2 separate regions of the Sus scrofa genome follow, and region 1 is linked to region 2. The links are chromatin contacts, called in public Hi-C maps. All regions are on one chromosome and are shown on one strand. The core of a region is the stretch at or near the end of the contact, and the rest is flanking DNA. Distances in the headings are between cores, read along the strand shown.

Evidence for each region. A called contact is a pair of places that touch in the nucleus more often than the background predicts.
Region 1: a contact with region 2 is called in a Hi-C map of subcutaneous adipose tissue, with 4 times the contacts expected there. The contact joins two enhancer-like sites. A contact is called at or near these places in 1 of 5 promoter capture datasets (liver), 23 of 47 Hi-C or Micro-C datasets (alveolar macrophages, blood, embryonic fibroblasts and 9 more) and 2 of 2 datasets of contacts at active chromatin or transcription factors (alveolar macrophages and skeletal muscle).

The regions. Positions count from the first base shown.
Region 1 is chr4:2,611,816-2,615,867 of Sscrofa11.1, reverse strand. No RefSeq gene overlaps it. Among named protein-coding and RNA genes, the nearest start is that of DENND3, 36 kb to the right of the region's middle. Within about 2 kb of position 2,312, at least 52 of the 83 cell types and tissues checked have an H3K27ac peak or open chromatin away from gene starts, as enhancers often do. A contact at or near this core is called in alveolar macrophages, omental adipose tissue and subcutaneous adipose tissue, where this site is marked.
Region 2 is chr4:2,558,376-2,562,298 of Sscrofa11.1, reverse strand. It overlaps DENND3 (DENN domain-containing protein 3), which reads left to right. Exons shown (of 23, transcript XM_021088792.1): 8 at 989-1,104. Among named protein-coding and RNA genes, the nearest start is that of DENND3, 18 kb to the left of the region's middle. Within about 2 kb of position 1,513, at least 18 of the 83 cell types and tissues checked have an H3K27ac peak or open chromatin away from gene starts, as enhancers often do. A contact at or near this core is called in alveolar macrophages, omental adipose tissue and subcutaneous adipose tissue, where this site is marked.

The DNA.
Region 1 (4,052 bases), core at 1,063-3,562, 53 kb before region 2:
TATTTAACATAGTAAACTCCTTGTTATGTATATTTTGCCACCATAATGATGAAGAAAGATTCTTGGGTTTTGAAAGCTCATCTTATGCTGATTTTCCTGAGGCCAGCAACTGCGAAAGCAGGAGTCCCCTCCAGCAGGGTCCCTCCACATTTTCTCCCATAGTCTTTATCACCTGCCTCTGAATAATCCAACCCTGGTGGCTGTGAGTGGTGTGTGGACTGAACTGCATCTCCTCCAGATTCACTTGTTGACACCCCTAACCCCCACTGTGACAGCATCTGGAGACGGGACCTTAGGGAGATCAGAGCTCAGTGCCTAATCCAAGCTCATGAACGTTTACCCCTACATTTCCTTCTAAGAATTTTATCGTTGCAGCTCTTCCACTGAGATCATTGCTCCATTTGAGCTAATTGTGTATGTGGTGTGAGGTAGGGGTCAGCTTCATTCATTTGCATCCAGTTGTCCCAGCACCTCTGTTGAAAATGTTCTTCCCTTCCCCATTGAAGTGTTTTGGAACTCTTATCAAAAGTGAATTGTCCAGGGAGTTCCCTTGTGGTGCAGCAGGTTAAGGATCCAGCATTGTCATTGCAGTGGCTTGGGCTGCTGCTGTGGTTCTCCCTGGCCTGGGAATGTCGACATGCCGTGGGCACAGCTGAAAAAAAAAAAAAAAACTGTCCATACATGTGAGGGCTTATTTCCGGATCCTCAGTTCTATTTCGTTGACCCATTCTTCTGCCCTTATGCCAGTACCTTACACAGCCTCAATTACCGTAACTTTACGGTAAGTTTTGAAATGAAGACCGTGGGTTTTCCAACTTTGCTCTTTTTTTAAAAGATTATTTTAGTCATTCTATAGTCTCTTCAATGCCCAGGTGAACTTTTGGATCAGTCCGTCAATTTCTGCAAAGAAGCTATGTGTGGGGTGATGTGAATTCCTAGCCACTTCAGACTTCTGTGTGTGTGGGCAAAGCAGGCTCTGGGGGCCCGAGGTCTATCTTGGCTGGGATTCTGAGAGGGATCACGCAGAGATCTGTTCACCCAACCTGAGAATGGTGAGTCTTCCAGTCCATGAACGTGGCAAGATTGGTTTTTAATGTAATGTCATTTTTTGAGCAGGTATAAGCGGTATTTGGTGGAAATTTTAAAAAGAAAGCACAAGAATTCCTGTCGTGGCGCAGTGGTTAACGAATCCGACTAGGAACCACGAGGTTGCGGGTTCGATCCCTGATTTACTCAGTTGTTTAGGGATCCAGCGTTGCTGAGAGCTGCAGTGTAGGTCGCAGACACAGCTTGGATCCCACGTTGCTATAGAAGGCAGGCAGCTACAGCTCCCATTAGACCCCTAGCCTGGGAACCTCCATGTGCCGTGGGTGTGGCCCCAAAAAGACAAATAATAATGAAAAGAAAGTACGGAAGTGTGACAAGGAAAAGGTGGTCACTCATCCTGTCACCCTGCTTCCTGGGGACTCCCCCAGAGGCTGCCTCCGATCCAGATTCACCTGCTCTCCTGCAGGGAGCAAATGCAGTATCTAGGCTCCCAGCCTTCCTGGCTGGGCTGTAGGCTCGGCCTGCCCTTCCCCGCTTGCCTTTGTTCCCTGACGCTTTCCGCAGCCGGTGCTGGGGCTCTGCCGGTCCGCTCAGCCCTGGAGGGTGGGCGCACCACCCCTCCTCCGACTTTGCTGCTTTCCCTCCCAGGGCTGGCGCCTAAGGCTCCCATTTGGAGAACAGACCCTGGCTCAGCGACTGATTGGCAGGGAGAACTAAGGCCCCTCCCCCTTGCCTTGGGCTGGGGGGCAGGTCCTAACTTAGCCCCAAGGATGATGAGGCTTCGCTCACCCTCCAGAGTCCCCTGCAGGATCTGGCTCAGCCTTCCTGTGACGTCACCTGAGGACATTCCGCCTGGCACCCCACCCCACACTGCCCTCTGGCCCCCGGTCCCCACCCCCAGGAATCTTTGTCCAGGGAGTGCCGCTCGGGACGGGAGCCAAGACCGCTGAGCACCGCTGGCCCCCCTTCCGTCCCTCTGACCGCAGGGCTTTCTCTCATGTCCATCCTGCTCACCTGACGCTGCTTATTTATCAGCGATAACCTCGTACCCACGTCTTCTCCGTCATCTTGCCCTGTAGGTGTGGACGTGCTTGCACGAAATCCCTAGGAGTGGGATGGCAGGGTCAAAGGGCGAGTGCCTTTGGAACCCTGAACGCTGGAGCTGTCTTCCGCCCCACCGAGGCTCAGAGGCTTGGAGACAAACGCGAGCGACCGCGGGACCCGGTCCGGGCCCTTCTCCCCGCTCCCAGCAGGGGGCGCACACTCCGCCCCGTAGGAAGGGCCGGCCGGGGAGGCGGGGCGAAGCCGGGCGGGCAGAGCTGGGGGGAGGCGCTCGCCTTTCCCGCGCTGCCCCTCCGGCGGCTCCTTCCCCGGCCTGAGTCCCCAGCTGGTCTCTTCCTGGGGGAGAAGAACGCGCTGCGGAGTGAAGGAATCCACCGACGAGGAACCAGGGAACGGCTGCAGACGCCGCCGACAGTCCGCTGGGAGGGAAAGGGTCAAGGTCAAGATCGTCCGCCCCGCCCTCTAGGGGGCAGAACTCCGGGTCTGCGGGCTCAGGGCCTCGTCCCATCATTCCATCATTCCTCCGGTGTTCTTGTTTTTGTTTGTTTGTTTGTTTTGTTCGGTGTTTTTGTGTGTTTGCCTCGGCTGCGACCTACGTCGCAGCTCAGTGCCGATCTCCCACCCACTGGGCGAAGCCAGGGATCAAACCCACGTCCTCATGGGTACTACTGGGATTCGTTTTTGCTGCCCCACAATGGGAAGTCCCTGTCACCATGTGTTTAATTGGCTATTTAGTGTCATTCTAAGTAAGGAAAAGTGAAAAAATTTACATCTTTTTTTTTTTTTTTTCTTTTTAGGTCCTCACCCCAGGCATATGGAGGTTCCCAGGCTAGGGGTCCAATGGGAGCTTCAGCTGCCGGCCTCCACCACAGCCAAAGCAACGTGGGATCTGAGCCACATCTGCGACCTACGCCACAGCTCACAGCACTGCCGGATCCTTAACCCATTGAGCGAGGCCAGGGATTGAACCTGAAACCTCATGGTTCCTAGTTGGATTCATTTCCTCAGCACCATGACGGGAACTCCTGTGTTTTGAAGAAATACCAATTAAATTTATAATACCAATGAAACAAAATAAACACAATTTTGAATTTTTTGATGTTCATTTTTGTGTTGTAGGGACCACTTTTAAATGCAAAGTACTTAGCTTGTACGTGGACTCACTACCATTGCACAATTTGTATTTTGCCGTTTGTACGTGCAAGTGTATTTTGTCCTTGCCAGAAGAGTGGTAAGTATACAAAGCTCACTCTGCCGTTTTGGTGTCACTCTTGGCAGGTGCACCGTCTACCGGTCTTCTGTGGAAACTGGCCACACCCACAGTACACGACCTTGTACTCACAGGTGGAGGGATGGAAGGTGGACAGATGGGTGGATGGGTAGATGACGGGTGAGTGGGTGCAGGGGTAGATGGTGGGTCCGCCAGAATTCGGTGCTCCAGTGGCATCTCAAACACAGCATGTGTGTGGGGCCACGAGGAACCAGAAATAAGGGTACTGCATGAATCTCCCCTGCTCACATTCTTCTTCCATTGCCCCATGAGACTTCAGTTAGGAAGCACACGTTCAAAGATAAAATACCGATCATTTCATGATGGCAACAGCAGAGCATTAAACCAAGTGTGGGGCTCTTCTGTGTGTGGCCTGTGCGTCTGCACACGTGGCATGTCCGTGAGACTGGCCCTGCCCCGAAATGTCCAGAAGGAGAAACCTAGCCACCTCAGAGAGAAGGTGCTGGGACTCAGGGAGGGGTTAGGATAAGGATATAAATGTGGGAGCTGCCGACGTGTAGATTCAGTGACCGACTCCAGAGGACAAGAAGGAAGAGCCTGCACTTGAAGTAGGACCCTCGCCAGCTCTGCCATTGGCAAGCTCTGAGTAGGCAAGTTATACTCTCATCCATCCATCTATCCGTCCATCCTTCCATCCATCCGTCCATTCACC
Region 2 (3,923 bases), core at 264-2,763:
CCAGGGCCCCCTGGGGTGGAGGCGGGGCGGCTGTGTTCTTGCCAGAGTGACTCACCAGGGGACAGACACACGTTCGGAAAAGGCCATTCAGACCTCATGGAAGGAACGGAAAAACATCGCCCTTGCAAACGAGGAAAAAATAGGCATGCTTTGGAGTTTAAAGTTGTGTTTCTTTTTTTAGTCATTAGGGAAAAACCGTCATGTCTCAGGCCCTGCGGGGGAACTTGCAGGCGTGTTGACTTGGTTCCAGTCCGTGGCCAGGAAGTCTTTCAGGGATTACCTGTTCTGGAAGGTTTCAGGGCAGAATAGCAGGGCTTGGAGTTTGGATGTTTTCTCGATGGTGCTGAGAGCTAGGAAGGGACCTTGTAACAGCTCACGGGGGTGGCCCCTTTTCCTGCCGATTAGTGCTCTGCTCGAGGAGGCACGTCTGTGCATATTTCAGGTGCCGCCGAAACACAGTTAGGAGGTTGTTGGCATGAAGGCCCGGAGAATTCTGGCCTCACATTCCTGGGACCGTTGAAGTGCGTGACGTATTTGTGTATTTTATCACAGATAAGACTTAACCTGTTAGCCGTGCACACATTTCAAGAATCCTTAGGCATGTGGGGTTTCCAAGCACAGGGCCCACCTGGGCTCTGGTCCGTGGAGGGGGAGAGTGTTGAATGTCAGGGGTGCTCTTGCTGGAGCTCTAGAATGTTCTCTCCAGGCTCCTTGAAGTAGCACATGGAGTGTTTGTACCAGAATAGCTGGAGGCCTGACCTGTGGGGATCTTGGCTCACAGAGGCAGATTTAATCAAATTAGCTTGGCAACCTAACTCCTAGGAAAGGCTGCATCTTGGGGGTAGATCATAGAAGGCTTTGTGTGCATATTAAACGGGATAATTTAATTAGCAGCACGATCTTAGTGAAAGCAGAATGCATCTTTGTGTCTTCAAAGGTGTATATAGATTCAGATTCTTACACTGATCTTTAGTGACTTACTTTGCAGGAAGCTGATGGTTTGATTCTGATAAATATCGACACGGGAAGCATCACCTCCTCCAACAGCGAGGACGCCGACGTGCCCGACATCCCTCTCCTGGCGGCGCAGACGTTCATTCAGAGGTAAAGGGCCGAGTAGCACGCGCTGGGAAAACCGTGTTCGGATTCCACACCTGCCTGTCCCGCGCGTCTTTTCTAAGCAGACGTTAATGGGCGGCTTGTGTGTTTAAGAGTTTGGAAGTTATTTGCGAGTATTGAAAAATAAAAGTCACTTGTGTTCGTTCTGATCTTGTCTGTAGATAGTAACTGCCCCCCCCCGCCCCCCGGCCAGGGGGCGGTCACTGCCCTGGGGTACCTCCTGACCCGCTCTGTGCCCAGGTCCTGAGCCCGGGATTGCTCACGCTCCTGCTCTCCAGAGGCTCCCAGTGCCCGCCACCGGCCCACGCTGGGCGGGGTGTGTGTTGCAGTGGACAGATGGGGCCCTGCCCTGTGGCACTGTGGTGGGGGTTGGCTGTGAGCCACCACCCTCCCCGGGCGGGAAGTTGCCTCCCCGGCCACTCCCCCAGCTTTCTCAGTGCTTTGTGTTTTCTTGGCTATGCTGTTGCTCTCTGTGGGTTTTTCGTCTCTACGACTTAACTTCATGAGCCGAGGTCGGGCACGACTCTTCTTGCAAAGCGGGCACGTGTGGTCATTGCAGGTCCTGTGCCCACTGTGGTGGGGAGGCCAGTGGGGCCCGTCCCGCCTGCGCGTCTCCTACGGGTGAAGGGAGGTCTCAGTGCTACTCACTCGGGGACATGAAGGTGCACCCCAGGGCGCCTGGCATTGGGGCAGGTGGGGGCAGAGCCTGGCATCGGGGTGGGTGGGGGCAGAGCCAGGCTCCCTCAGGGGGTCCTGCTGGGACGGTCCCCCCTTTGGAATCTAATAAATTGGTGGCGGGGGAGGTCCTGCTTCTAGCCCTCCAGCCACGCGTGGACTGCAGGCAGGCCCCGCATGAAACCTGTGGTTGTGACACACGGATGGCGAGGATGACGCAGCCCGTCTCACTTCGGTGTTGACTCTTCCCCTTTGCTTCCTCTGGTGTTGGGACATCAGACGTGGAGCGCTGAGGAGGGGCCGGAGCGGGTGTCTGTGTTGGCTCCCCGAGCCGGCGGGTCTCACCTCTGCCCTGCCCTGCGCATCAGTCAGCGCCAGCCACCCTAACAAACACCACCTGAGCAACAGATGTTTCTTCTCCCCTGGCCCTGCAGGCTGGGGTCCGAGACCAAGGTGGCAGCAGGGCTGCTTCCCCCAGGGGCCTCTCTCTTCCTGGCCTGGGGACGGCCGTCTCCTCCCTGTGTCCTCACGCGGTTGTCCCTCGGTGCATCTGTGTCCTCATCTCTTCTGAGGACCCTGGCATGTTGCATTAGGTCAGCCCCAGCCACTTTGTTTTAATTTAATCACCTTTTCTTTTGTTTCTTTTTGGCTGCACCCGCGGCATATGGAGGTTCCCAGGTTGGGGGGTCGAATCGGAGCTGTAGCTGCCAGCCTACACCACAGCCACAGCAACACAGCAACGCGGGATCCGAGCCGTGTCTGTGACCTACACCGCAGCTCACGGCAACGCCGGATCCCTAACCTGCTGAGCCAGGCCAGGGATAGAACCCGAAACCTCATGGTTCCTAGTTGGATTTGTTTCCACTGCTCCATGATGGGAACCCCTAATCATCCCTTTTGAAAACTTGTTTATTTTTGGCCACACCCACGGCATGTGGAAGTTCCTGGGCCAGGGATTGAACCCATGTCACAGCAGCGACCCCAGCCGCCGCAGTGACAGCACTGGATCCTTAACCCCCAGCACCACACGGGAACGCCTCATCGCCTCCTTCAGGCCTTGACTCCAAACACGGTCACGCTCTGAGCACTGGGGTCAGGACTCCAACATGAATCTGGGGACCTAATTCCAACCAGGACGCCTTGGTATTGCTCCTTCCTTCCCCCGGCAGGGCCGGTTTATTGCTGGTGCCTCATCTTAGCCAGAGCCCAGGCTGCGGGAGTGGAGTCCTGTGTGGCCGAGGCGGGGCGGGGGGGTACCCCAGCAAGGAGCCCTGGTGGGACTGTCTCCCCACATGAACCCAGACGGCGACCTGCATTCCTCGTCGGCTCACCTGCTGATAAGCAGAGTCCACATCGTGTTCGTCGGCGTTTGGCGCAGCTGCTCCAGTGTTTGCTTGGGCAGAGTGTCCCCAGGGGCTGGGTTCTGGCATCTGCACACATTCTTGTTAGAGTTCTAGAATGTACCTGGGGGTGGATTCTCACCTGGCTAGACCCCGCAGGGTGGGATGTGGGGTGTCCCAGGCTCACCATGGGGGACTGTTTCTGCATGTGAACTAACCTGTGTGTGGTCGGTGGCACGTCTGTGAAGGGCTCTGGGACCGTGATCTGGGATGTGGCGCCCCCCTCTTGGAATGTGGGGTGCACATGTGCGGCGTTCGCCCCTCTCCCCGGGATGCCCTCGTGCCTGGCCCTTCCCGCCACACTGTCTTCCTCACCTTGGTCGGAGAGTGTGTTTGCCCCGCCTGACCTCCTGCGGGACAGGACTGGGACCCCCGCCTCCCCCCGGCTCAGGGGTCTGGGGGAGAGAGAAGGAGGGGCAGTGACCGCCCCTCCCACAGCTGGATGCTCCGGCATTGGGGTTGGTGGGGCACGACTCTGCCACAGGCAGCTCTCGGCACTTTTATGCAGGAAGAGTCATCAAAATCCCTTTCTCTGCAGGACCCTAGTTCTGCAGGGTGAATGGCTGCAGAGTCGTGGCCACACTCTTGCTAGGTGATGGTCGCCTGACCCCTCAGCCAGGGCTGACCATGCGTCTCCAGCGCAGGTCTCGTCACAAGCGGGGTAAAGCAGCAGGTTCCCCGCCTGGACTGGCCCTGCTGAGCCCCAGACCTGGTCTCACCTCCCAACCC